Regions from separate parts of the Hordeum vulgare genome. Here region 2 is linked to region 1. Evidence: chromatin contacts called from public Hi-C data. All regions are on one chromosome and are shown on one strand. Each heading gives the region's core, a stretch centred on a gene start, on an enhancer-like site or on the middle of the called end of the contact. The rest is flanking DNA. Distances are from core to core; before and after follow the strand shown. Region 1 holds the start of LOC123451938 (protein PEROXIN-4). Region 2 holds the start of LOC123451940 (probable anion transporter 5, chloroplastic).

What was found. Hi-C and Micro-C count contacts between places; a contact is called where the count stands out from the background.
Region 2: a contact with region 1 is called in a Hi-C map of leaf, with 2.4 times the contacts expected there. The contact joins the promoter of LOC123451940 here to the promoter of LOC123451938 in region 1. A contact is called at or near these places in 3 of 6 Hi-C or Micro-C datasets (leaf and seedling) and 1 of 1 datasets of contacts at active chromatin or transcription factors (embryo).

What each region holds. Positions count from the first base shown.
Region 1 is chr5H:513,799,821-513,806,565 of MorexV3_pseudomolecules_assembly, forward strand. LOC123451938 (protein PEROXIN-4) reads right to left here and starts at 3,043. Exons shown (of 6, transcript XM_045128503.1): 1 at 2,698-3,043; 2 at 2,509-2,556. The coding sequence starts at 2,514.
Region 2 is chr5H:513,947,567-513,954,311 of MorexV3_pseudomolecules_assembly, forward strand. It overlaps LOC123451940 (probable anion transporter 5, chloroplastic), which reads left to right and starts at 3,967. Exons shown (of 15, transcript XM_045128505.1): 1 at 3,967-4,512; 2 at 5,128-5,273; 3 at 5,860-5,959; 4 at 6,500-6,552. The coding sequence starts at 4,135. LOC123451939 (cysteine--tRNA ligase CPS1 homolog, chloroplastic/mitochondrial) reads left to right here. Exons shown (of 8, transcript XM_045128504.1): 6 at 374-574; 7 at 736-837; 8 at 999-1,514. The coding sequence ends at 1,238.

The DNA.
Region 1 (6,745 bases), core at 1,793-4,292:
GACTGGTGATCACCACCAACTAAACTTGGGAACAGTTCGGCCTAAAACTATAATTTGAGTTTGGTCCTTGTGCAAAACTATAATTTGGATTGGCTTGGGCTTTGGGTACTATTGGGCGAGTTCGGTTTGGTCTGGACAGTCAGGCAGGTGCGCCCTGCCCCCCCCCCCCCCCCCCTCATTGTCAGGCAGTCTGCTTGCTGTCTCTGTTCATCCACCTTCTGCCTCATGTTATTATGCGGAGACTTTAGATTTCAGTTGCATTGTTGATCGAATCCAAGCTCTTATCAATGTTACATAATAGTGCCTCCCTCAAACTTAATTTTGCTTATGAACATATGAGGTTGGTGAAATCTGGTAACAGTTGGTTGGTCAGGTCTGGACGCGTGCAGTATTTCTAGTTCTGCACCATCACTACCTAGGTGAGTTCAATCTCTTCTTCATAGACTTGCTTTATGGAACTCCATTTGTGACTATCCTGTTCTGGTTGGGAAGACAGTTGGTTCAGTTTTTGGCTGATCACCGAGCATAGTTTATTTCTTTCTTCGTGTGTGCGCAAACGCTTGGGACATTATTATTTTGTTATTGCTATGATAATGAAATCTGGCCAGGGTGTCCTTTGGAGAAAAATAAACGATCGACTGATAAGAAGTGTTATCTTGGGTACCTATGGACAAGTTCCACTAATTATGGCATGTTACAAATATAATTAATAGGTTGTTGACTAGGCATGCCCGAACAATTTAGTTGTTAATTTTATTATGAATATCAGAACATGATCTGCAGCAGCACAACTACAAGTCCAGTCTGCAGAACAACACACTTGTTCTGAAAATAACAGTTACTGAACAGATCGATATTAAACTACTAGTATTGCAAGACAGCTGCATTTTATTCATAATAATGTTCCCAGCAAAGAAACATAACTAAAAATCATGAGCTCATCGAAAGAGCCGCTATATGGAGTTTTTCTTTGTTACTTGTTACTTTCTTATATCGACAATATGCTACCAAAGATGCTTTGCTTCGTCCTACTACTTTGTATCCCCTATTATTTGCTAATGTGCTTTTCTGAACATATTCTGATGATACCACCTTCGAAAGCCAACACATGGCTGCAGAAACATAGCTTGTAGAGGCTCATGTAGGTTGTAGAGTGTTGCTTTATCTCTTTCTTGCAGATCATAACCTTAATAGTTCATTTTGTAGCTGCTTTATCTGTAGGCTGTAGTGCTGCTAACAATTTCTTTTGTTTTGCCAAAAAAATTGTAGCCTGTCAATTATCTTTCCTCTCATGCCTGCAAATTGATTTTATAGGAACTGAGGCTGCGCCAAGGAAAAAGGGAGCTGCTGGTGGCATGAACTCCTGGTGCTTTACACGTGTTGCTTTTTATGTAGAATCCTTCAAGAGGTGGGCGCTGCCTAGTTATTTCTGTGTCGAGAGGCAGGCACTGTCTACCCGGTGCTGCCTAGTTAAAAAGGACTGTAGAATTATCATATGGTAGAAATGTTGATGACTATACAAGTTTGCATGAATGGGAATTTGATAAGAATTTGGCTTGGTCTGGATTGCCCTACCGCGAACTTCTTATGCCCTTTTCATGTTAAGGCTTTGTCCATGGTTTGACTTCATGGGTTCTGCTAAGCTTCATGCACTAGCCAATGCAACCAAAAGTCCGAACTTATGAAAAGGGCTAAACAATCCACATATACACTTCAAGTCTTCAACACCCCCCCTCACGTGTGACGCGGAAAGTCAACACGTGGACAGACTCAGAGGTATGGCTCAAGAGGCCTATACGTGGACACATAGGGGGCGGCAGCAATTTTTGAATAAACTACGAAAGCCATGACTTGAACTGACCTTACCATGTTAAGCTTCATGCACTAGCCAACACAACCAAAAGTCCAATCTTATGGAAAGGGCTAGATAATCCAAATATACACTTCAACAGGTTCAATCCAAAAATGCGAAACGGATTGGATTAAGTAGGGTGAAAAAAACATACGGTTTGGTTTGGTCGGTGTTATAACTGATTTTTTTTGGATTGGACTGGTTTGGTTTGGATCCTGGAGGTACAGTCCTATGGGCTGGGTTGGTTTTGGTCTAGATTCTAAACTATTCTCAGATTTACAACCAACATTGATAACAGTGTAATCAAGTTGTATCATTCTTCATTCATCCATCGGAAACGTTCACATCTATAACCAGCAGCAATATATGGCAGCCAGAATAACAGGCCAAACGGCGAGCAGAATGCTTGCTGTCGGGACATGAGCCCGTAAGTACAAACTAAAACATGCCATGGCGACAAAAGAAAATGAAACTAGGGTTGTTTGGGTATGGTTTTGCTGAAACCGTGCTACTCTTAAACTGCCAAGGCCCATTCCAAGTCGAGAACAGAGCACTGGCTCTTGGGTCTTACACTAGGCTGAACTGACAAGGTTGCCCATCGTGGAACACCCCTAGGCCTTGAATCACTGATGCTAGTTAAGAGATGAGCGGCTGACCTGCATCTCTCCTCCTCGATGGCCGGAGGGCTGAATCGACGAGCGCGCCTGCCAGTTGCGACAAAGAAAACAGAGCACGGATTAGAAAAATCCCTGCTGGGTCGTCACGACACCGGCGCTCGAACGGAAAAAAGATGCCCCGGTGACATGATCAGGAATATTCTTATCTCATCTTAGACGCCTTGGTACCTAGGGATCTAGATGGTGTGGTGCCGTGTGCGCCCAGAAATCGTGGAGGTCGGTGGATGCTTGGCTAATCGCTGGACGATAGCAATCGAACAAGCTCGTACCTCCAATCGGCCTGAGATCGCGGACGGGGCGGAGGCGGCAGGGGGGCAGCGACCGATGTCGCGGCGAGGAGGGGGCGACGGCGTCAGGGGAGGGTGGAGGGGGAGGGGAGGGATCGAGGCGTCGGCGGCAGCTGTCCGGTGGTGAAGGGGGATTCAGTCAGAGCTGCGACGAGCTGGGGCCTGGGGATGGATTCGGCTGTGGGTTGGATTGGTAGGAAGGAGGATGAGGATCTGAATTATCATCTCTCTCAAAAAAAAAAAAAAAGGAGGACGAGAGTCTGGACGGTGCAGCACATAAGCATGTTTGGTTGACTGCATCAGTTCCGATCAGATCCACTTAGGCCGAAAAAACACGTTTAGTTGTAAATGGAAAGGGCATTGCTAGGCGCCGGCGCGCCGGTCCGAGGGCTCGCGTCGGTCGCACAGCAGCCGTCAGATCAGGGCCCCCTAACCGTCAGATCTCGTCGCGCGAGCCCCCACCGCCCGTCATCCTCGCACGCGTCGCCGTCCCAGCACGCGCCTCGCCCGCGCCGACGCCCCAGCACGCGCCGACCGCCTCGCCTGCGCCGACCGCCTTGCCTCACCTCCTCACCGCTGGTCGCCTTCACCGTCAGTCGCCGCCGGTCGCCGCCTCGGCCGCCCATCGAAGCACCATGGATGCAGCCCGTCGGTCTTCACCTCGTTTCGGTCGCATCTCACCCACCTATGTTGCAAACGCTGGATAAAAAGTTTCAACCGTGTGTAGAAAAAGCTTCAACCGTTAAGAAAAATAGCTTCAACCAAAAACTTCAGCGAGGGAAAGTTGCAAACGTTGACAGAAAAAGCTTCAACCATGTATGAAAAAAGTTTCAAACGCCGCTCCGACTGCAGCATCTCGCGTGGTCACTCCACAAAAGTTTCAACCGTGTATAGAAAAGCTTCAACCGTTAAAAAAAGCTTCAACCAAAAACTTCAACGAGGAAAAAGTATGATTTGCCTTGTAGCTTTTTATATGTATGATTGCAGCTTTTTTAATCAACGGTTGAAGCTTTTTTAAATAGCCGTTGCAGCAATTTTGAGTGACGTTTTGTAAACACTTGTATACGTGTGCCCCGGTCACGGAGGGCAGATGACGAGGACGACGGGCGAAAGCTGGATCCGGCGATGCGGACGGTCGACGGTGGCGGGAACTGGCGATTCGGGAGGGCCGACGGGGGCAGGGGCGCGCGGATGATGGGGCGCAGCGCACGAGCCGTTCGGGATGGGGAGGAGATCGCGGGCCGTTCAGGATGGGGAGAAGCGCGTGAGATCAACGTGTTGGAATTATGCCCTAGAGGCAATAATAAATACAGTTATTATTATAATTCCTGTATCAAGATAATCGTTATTATCCATGCTATAATTGTATTGAATGAAGACTCATTTACATGTGTGGATACATAGACAAAACACCGTCCCTAGCAAGCCTCTAGTTGGCTAGCGAGTTGATCAAAGATAGTCAGTGTCTTCTGATTATGAACAAGGTGTTGTTGCTTGATAACTGGATCACGTCATTAGGAGAATCACGTGATGGACTAGACCCAAACTAATAGACGTAGCATATTGATCGTGTCATTTTGTTGCTACTGTTTTCTGCGTGTCAAGTATTTATTCCTATGACCATGAGATCATATAACTCACTGACACCGGAGGAATGCTTTGTGTGTATCAAACGTCGCAACGTAACTGGGTGACTATAAAGGTGCTCTACAGGTATCTCCGAAGGTGTTAGTGGAGTTAGTATGGATCAAGACTGGGATTTGTCACTCCGTATGAACGGAGAGGTATCTCGGGGCCCACTCGGTAATACAACATCACACACAAGCCTTGCAAGCAATGTAACTTAGTGTAAGTTGCGGGATCTTGTATTACGGAACGAGTAAAGAGACTTGCCGGTAAACGAGATTGAAATAGGTATACGGATGCTGACGATCGAATCTCGGGCAAGTAACATACCGAAGGACAAATGGAATGACATACGGGATTATATGAATCCTTGGCACTAAGGTTCAAACGATAAGATCTTTGTAGAATATGTAGGATCCAATATGGGCATCCAGGTCCCGCTATTGGATATTGACCGAGGAGTCTCTCGGGTCATGTCTACATAGTTCTCGAACCCGCAGGGTCTGCACACTTAAGGTTCGACGTTGTTTTATGCGTATTTGAGTTATATGGTTGGTTACCGAATGTTGTTCGGAGTCCCGGATGAGATCATGGACGTCACGAGGGTTTCTGGAATAGTCCGGAAACGAAGATTGATATATAGGATGACCTCATTTGATTACCGGAAGGTTTTCGGAGTTACCGGGAATGTACCGGGAATGACGAATGGGTTCCGGGAGTTCACCGGGGGGGCAACCCACCCCGGGGAAGCCCATAGGCCTTGAGGGTGGCACACCAGCCCTTAGTGGGCTGGCGGGACAGCCCAAAAGAGCTCTATGCGCCAAGAGAAGAAAATCAAGAGAAAAGAAAAAAAAGGAGGAGGTGGGAAGGAAGGGGGACTCCCTCCCACCAAACCAAGTCCAACTCGGTTTGGGGGGGGGGGAGTCCTCCCCCCTTGGACTCGGCCGACCCCCTTGGGGCTCCTTGAGCCCCAAGGCAAGGTCCCCTCCCTCCCACCTATATATACGGAGGTTTTAGGGCTGATTTGAGACGACTTTTCCACGGCAGCCCGACCACATACCTCCACGGTTTTTCCTCAAGATCGCGTTTCTGCAGAGCTCGGGCGGAGCCCTGCTGAGACAAGGTCATCACCAACCTCGGGAGCGCCGTCACGCTGCCGGAGAACTCTTCTACCTCTCCGTCTCTCTTGCTGGATCAAGAAGGCCGAGATCATCGTCGAGTTGTACGTGTGCTGAACGCGGAGGTGCCGTCCGTTCGGTACTAGATCGTGGGACTGATCGCGGGATTGTTCGCGGGGCGGATCGAGGGACGTGAGGACGTTCCACTACATCAACCGCAAACTCTAACGCTTCTGTTGTACGATCTACAAGGGTACGTAGATCACTCATCCCCTCTCGTAGATGGACATCACCATGATAGGTCTTCCTGCGCGTAGGAAAATTTTTGTTTCCCATGCGACGTTCACCGGCAGTGGCATCAAGAGCTAGGTTCATGCATAGATGTCTTCTCGAGTAGAACACAAAAGTTTTTGTGGGCGGTGATGTGCGTTTTGCTGCCCTCCTTAGTCTTTTCTTGATTCCACGGTATTGTTGGATTGAAGCGGCTTGGACCGAAATTACTCGTACGCTTACGAGAGACTGGTTTCATCGTTACGAGTAACTCCGTTGCTCAAAGATGACTGGCAAGTGTCGGTTTCTCCAACTTTAGTTGAATCGTATTTGACCGAGGAGGTCCTTGGATGAGGTTAAATAGCAACTCATATATCTCCGTTGTGGTGTTTGCGTAAGTAAGATGCGATCCTACTAGATACCCATGGTCACCACGTAAAACATGCAACAACAAAATTAGAGGACGTCTAACTTGTTTTTGCAGGGTATGCTTGTGATGTGATGTGGCCAATGATGTGATGTGATATATTGGATGTATGAGATGATCATGTTGTAATAGAAATATCGACTTGCACGTCGATGGTACGGCAACCGGCAGGAGCCATAGGGTTGTCTTTATACTAACGTGTGTGCTTGCAGATGCGTTTACTATTTTGCTAGGATGTAGCTTTAGTAGTAATAGCATGAGTAGCACGATAACCCCGATGGCAACACGTTGATGGAGATCATGGTGTGGCGCCGGTGACAAGAAGATCGTGCCGGTGCTTTGGTGATGGAGATCAAGAAGCACGTGATGATGGCCATATCATGTCACTTATGAATTGCATGTGATGTTAATCCTTTTATGCACCTTATTTTGCTTAGAACGACGGTAGCATTATGAGGTGATCTCTCACTAAAATTTCAAGACGAAAT
Region 2 (6,745 bases), core at 2,717-5,216, 150 kb after region 1:
ATCTGCCCGAGGAACGTACGAGCGGTGACGCCAGCTCGACAACGGAGGCGCGGGGCAGTTATTATTTCAGCCATGGTCTTGTTTCTTCCACAAGGTGTTACTCGACAGTGTAGGTTTGAAATTCATGTGAGTAGAGCAGTAGTGTCTGTGTATCTCTGTTGCTGAAGCTAGTCAGATTACAGCCAGCAACAGGTAGCCTCTGTATCCATGCCCGAGACTATGAAATTGCTCCTTTTCACTGACTAGTCAGAACTTTTGACTTGTGTTGGCGCTGAGTTAGGTTTCACCATTCTTGTTATTACATCAGAGGATGTTCTAAATGACATTACTTGTAATTCATGGCCTTACGCTGGATTATATTTCCTATATACAGACATTACGGGACTCTGAAGAAAGCACCCAGCAGGACCAAAGCAGTAGCGGAGATTCACTACCTTTTACTACCACACACTGCATTGAGAAACTTCATGAGGATTTCGAGACCTCAATGTCCGATGACCTTCACACTTCGGTGGCGCTGGCTGCTGTTTCCGAGCCGTTGAAAGTCATGAATGATTTGCTGCATACTCGTAAGGTAAAGTCGGTGATAATAAACTTGTGGAGGTACATTTAGGATTCACTACTCTACTCACTGCAGGTGGTGTGTGCTGAATGGAGTTGCACTGCTCTTACACAAGGGCAGAAGTACTAATCGCCTTGACCACTTTTGTTTCCTCTGGCGTTGTGTTTGGTCAGGGAAAGAAGCAGGAGAAACGGCTGGAATCGCTGGCGGCCTTGGAAGAGAAAGTGAGAATGGTGCTTTCTGTCCTAGGGCTGATGCCTTCGAGCTACCATGAGGTGAGCGCCGTGTTGTCTGTAAACTGAAAACAGCGGATTGGTGGCCACCGTCGTGATGCTTTGGTTCTGGTGAAGAAGATAAATGTTTTTCCACGCTGTGCATTCTAGTGTTGATGCTCCACTGACGACGAAGACGACGACCTTGTGCTGTTGTTTCTCAGGCTCTGCAGCAGCTGAGGGGGAAGGCGCTGCGGAGGGCGTGCGTCACCGAGGAGCAGGTGCTGCAGAAGATTGAGGAGCGGACCGCCGCGAGGAAGGCGAAGCAGTTCGGTCGGTCGGACGAGATCCGGGACGAGCTGGCAGCCCTCGGCATCGCCCTCATGGACGGCCCCGACGGCACCGCCTGGAGGCCCTCCGTGCCGTCCTCGGAGCAGCCGGTGGCTGGCAAGAGCAGTACATGAACCTCCGGTGCGGCACGCTTGGGTCTTTGGACGGTTTTGAGACACCGCCAATTTATGTTAGGGAATCGTTTCCCATCCGCGCGCCGGCCGAACCGACGCCCCGGTCGCCCCCTCGTGCGCGTAGACCCATGCAACATTTTTCCCATCCGCCTGCTTCGCTGGTCAGTGGATGCAACATTTTTGTCTAAATATGTTGCAACAAGCGTCATATTTGCTGCAAATGTTTTTTATTATTTTTTATCCCAGTAAAAAAACTGCGTATACGTTTGGTTGCAACTCCAGTTCATCGGATTTTTTGTTACAATCGATCTTTTTACTTTTGTTACAACCGACATCATGTTTTGCTGCCGTTCACTAAAAAAGTTGCGTACACGTCACGTAAATATTTGCTACAACCGACGTTTGACTTTTGCTATCACGCTTCATCAACTTCGTTTTTTTGCTACGATCACTTAGATATTTTTTCTGCTACAAATTTTGTTTTTTGTTGCAACCGTTGAAAAAAATGTTGCATCGCATCAAAATTTTGTTGAATAGGTAGAAAAATGTTGCATGCGAATCCAACGGTACGGACGGTGCGGGATTGATGGATCCTGCGGCTCTCGCGCGGTCGGCCGGAAGTTTGGGCTGGCGCGCTGGCGCAGACCAGTCCCCTTTATGTTACTATCGAGGATCTCTTTGAAGCTCCTACCGAGGGAATATGAGCGAGTCCATGATTTGCAGAGCTGCAGTAGTGGTGAATGAAATGTGGAGAGACACAGAGAGTTTTGATGGATGCATGCAATGCAATGTGGCAACAAAAAAATCTATACCTAATAATAATAAAGCGGCTATTACTTTCGTCAGAAAACCCACCACGGTATTTTTATAAAAAAAAGCCTCTGTAATTTTTGTTATTTAACCCATGCTCCATCATCTATCTGCAACGTAAAAGGAAAAAACGATTCGCTGCAAAAATTATACCGTACGCATCGCCTCCTCCCGTCGATCGTGGGGCACCCTGGCATGTGGCCAGGCCGCCGCCACACCACTCGTCGCCGCGGCCGACCTCAACCGCCACCGCTGCCGATCTCAACCCACCCGCCTCCGCGGTCGTACCTCTCCCCGCTCACTGCCCCCGTTGCGGCACTCGAGCGCATCGCGTCGACCCTGGTCCATCCTGGCCTGTGCCCAGGCCGCTGCCACACCACTCGCCGTCGCGGCCGACCTCAACCACCACTATTGTCGATCTCAACCCACCCGCCTCCGCGGCCGTACCTCTGCCCGCTTGCTGTCCCTATTTCGGCTCTCGAGCACAGCTTCTGGATCAAATCAACGCGACAACTACAGTGACTGGGGATGATGTGTGTGCTCGGTGCAGAACGGCGGCGGCGCGCGGATAAGGCGCGGCGGAGCGAAGTACTTGCAGGTGAAGGCGGGCCTCCATGGCTCGCAAGGGGAACTCCGAGGTTATGGCGCGGCAACGGCGACTCCTTATGGCCAAATAGAGGCGCCTAACCCTTGCTCCCCTCATCGTATCCCCTCCTCCGGCAGGAACTCATCATCTGATGAGATCCCCTCCCCATGCCTCCAACCGTGTGCCAAGCACCGGCAAGAAATTTTGTTTTATGAGGATTTGTTTGCTGATGAATGAATGTATTGAATGTAAGATTGTATTGTTGTAGAGACAGAGAATGGAACATCACCTTCAGTTTGTCATCTGATTCCACATTCTCTACCCCATGAGTGAAATAAGATAACAGTCCATTGATCAATTCACGTAGCCTCTTTGTTTTGCTTTGCTTGTCCCGCTCAATTTCTCATCATGGTGGAATTAACAATGGACGAGTTGATTTCTCAACAAAATAGGATAGGACTCACTACATTATTTAGTTAGCTTATTATTTTAATAAATCAAAATGATTATAAAAAGATTAAAAGCGTGTGGTATTTTTTTCTTCCATTGCAACGCACGGACCCATTTGCTAGTTAAGCCAGAAAGTCTATCTATCTATTCGTATACTCCCTCCGTCTCAAAATAAGTGTCTTAAATTTTGTATAATTTTATTATAAAGCTAGTATAAAGTTAAGACATTTATTTTAGTACGGAGGAAGTAATATTTTGTGCATCTTCTGTTTCGTGGTAGCAAGGAGCCAAGTAGAGTAGCAACGGTTTGCACAAACCTGACCAAACGGGCCGGGCTAAACAGGCCGGCCCGCCAACCCGCCACGACGGCACAACACGGGCCGGCCCGATACGATTAAAACGGGCTGTGCCAGGCACGCGACACGCCTCGGGCCGTGCCTGGGCCTGAGGGCTGGGCACGCGGGCCGGCACGGCACGCCCGTTTATTTATATTTTACTTATATATATATATATATATATAATTAACCTAATAGGTCAAAATTGGTCCAAAACACAGCCCAATATGTTAAAATAGGCCCAAAAACAGTCTAACAGGCCAAAATCAGCCTAAAAAAAATTAAAAAACTAACAGGCTAGCGGGTCTGGCGTGTCTGGGCCGGGAGGCTGCGCCGGCGGGCCGGTACGGCACGGCCCGGCTAATAATCGGGCCCAGGCGTGTTGTGCCGTGCCTGGCACGATTATGGTGGGCCGGGCCAGGCCGGCCCGTTTGGCTAGGTCTGGGTTTGCACGTGACCCGTATCGGGGCATGGTCCCACCCGTCAGTGGGTGAGGGGCGACCCCAGCCACACGCTCGTCGCCGTCCCCTCTCGGCCGCGCAGGCGCAGCAGTGGGCACGCTTTGCTCCGCTGCCCATGGCCGCTCGTTCCGCCCCTTCGCCGCGTGTACGCCTCCCCTCCTCCTCTCCAAAACCAAACTCCGCCGAGAAATTTCAAACTCCACTGCAGCACGACGTCTAGCTCGGCTCGCTCCCGACTCCCGAGCGAAGCGGCCATGGCGATGGCGGCCTCCTCAGCGCTGCAGCCCGAGCGCTGCCTCCTCCCGCTCGCCGGGCCCCGCCGCCGCCACCAGGCCCTCCGCGTGCTCCCGCCGCGCCTGCCCGTCCTCCCGCACCGGCGCCGCGGGGCCGTGACGCGGTTCTCCTCCAGGGAAGGCGGGGGCGGGTCCGCGGGCGCCGTGGAGAAGCGCTCCGTGGTCCCGGAGGTCGCCGCGGAGAGGAAGGGGGGAGGGGATGTTGAAGAGGAGGAGGAGGGGGTGACGGCGGTGGCCGGGCCGCTGGAGCTGCGGTGGCCGCCCTGGGAGGGGCTGCCGGAGCGCTACAGGCTCATCGGCGCCACTTCTCTCGCCTTCGTCATCTGCAACATGGACAAGGTGCTTCCGCCCGCTCCGCTCTTACTGTCACTATTGCTTAAGCTTAATAATTAGCCTCTATCCAGTCGTAGGGACGGTAGCCTCTAATCAGACACACGCCCTGCGCTGGGCCGTGAGCCTCGAATCAGACACACGAAAATTGGGGGGGAGGTTGCGCCAAAGTGTTTACGGAAATGCACGCGTAGCATTTGGGCGAATGCTAATGCCGATCTGTTTATGATGAAAGCAAGCGATTGGATTGCCGTTTACCCACCGTGTATCTGCGCCGCCGCCGCCTAACAGGTTTAGATTCTTGGGGTGGTGTCTTCTTTCAGTTTTCCTCTTTCCCAGAGGGCGTAACTGTGAGAAACTTCAGCTCAAGGCTACCGGTTGGAATCGTCCTCCTATGACTTTGCTTAATGATACATTCCATACTAAACATGGTGTCAAGTTGGGCGGTCTCTGTTCTGGCATTCGTCTGCATCCATAGACCAGGTCTTTTTTGTCCTTGTCGATGTCCACCAAAGTGTTTCTGCACCATTAATTGTCTGCTCGCTGGCAAAGTACTCTATCTAGGCAGTTCAATTTTTGTTTCCTCGGGAATTCCTGCTGAATGCAAGTAATCTACCCTTTCAGGTTAACTTGAGTGTTGCGATTATTCCAATGTCACATCAGTACGGTTGGAGCTCATCGACTGCTGGCCTGGTTCAATCATCATTCTTTTGGGGCTACGCTTTGAGTCAACTACCTGGGGGCTGGCTGGCAAAATTGATTGGTGGAAGGTTTGTTTGGGGTAACAAAAAGCCTCCTGTGCATTTTATAAATACAAATACAAGGTTTTCTTTGATTTTGCATACACATAGATTTTTCGCATCATAGGTATAGTTATATTGACTGCTAGTGACTCTGATATTGCATTGTCCCAAATAAAAGTTAAATGTGATGATGGCTTGTTTCTTCTTAACCTATGCTATCTAACCAAAACCATCTGTCTGTATCATCTAAAGAATCTTTAGACTGAGTATTGTAGGCAAGGAAAAATTCAAAAAAACAGTTTGTCAGTTCTACATGCCTTTATAATGTTTTTTTTACCTCTTTTTTGTTTGCAGATTTTTATGTTACCGGTTTAGTTTGACTTTATTAAATTCTTAGCCACAAAAATCCAAAGGCATCAACCAACAATAGATGAATTAAGAAACAAGCATATAACTTGTATAGCAGGCGCTTCTTGCATAACTTAAAGGCCATCTCTTATAATTTGATCCTATGCTCTTTCCCATCTTATATTTCTCATATAATGCATATAATTCATTAATTTATTTTCGTATTGCAACAATTAATTTTCTTCTTCTCATATGCTAATTGCAGGACAGTGCTTAAGGCCGGTGTGCTTGTGTGGTCTTTGTCCACAGCTGTTATTCCTGTTGTAGCAGGATTCATGCCAGGACTTGTGCTATCAAGGATTCTGGTATACCTCTACTCATTAGTTAGCCTCTAGAAACTTGTTGTTCACATATGATCCGGTACACTTATCTTCTTTTTTGTTTTTTTATCGTATACAGTGGTTTCATTTTTGTATCAAGAACACACACCCTTATAAAGCATACTTTGATCCGAGAGTGATGGCTGTTATTATTTGGGTTAACGTTTCTGTGTATTCTGAGCATAAGTTAGCATAAATTGGGCTTCCTATAAAGACATTTTGTTAACATGATGATTGCTATATTATTTCATATGCACATTTCCAGGTGGCAGGTGTATCGTATTTATGTATAAAAATGTGTTGTGGTGCAATTAAATGTCCCTTTCACCTTACCATATAAACCACCCCTTGCATTATTGCAATACCTACATGTCAACTTTGGTTTTTGGACCATTCCCATGCGATGGCAATACCTAGTTTCCTTATCACATTTTCATGTCAGTACGGCGGGAGTGTTCCTAGTAATAATGTACTATTTAAATATTATCCTTGTATTTATTCATTTTAACTCTGTTGCTATGCTAGGTAGGCATTGGAGAAGGAGTCTCACCATCAGCAGCTACAGATTTAATTGCACGGTAAGCCTAAAATACCTTTTCCTCGGAAGCAGGCTGCCATTTACATCTACTTCATGTGAATCTTAGGCTGCTTCCTAAAATTTGAAGCAGGAATTTTAGGGTTCTCATGTAGTTGTAGAGATATTTATTAGAAATACCATGTATCCATGATGGTGAATCTTGTGATTATACACTCTTCGCGGTGTAGCTAACT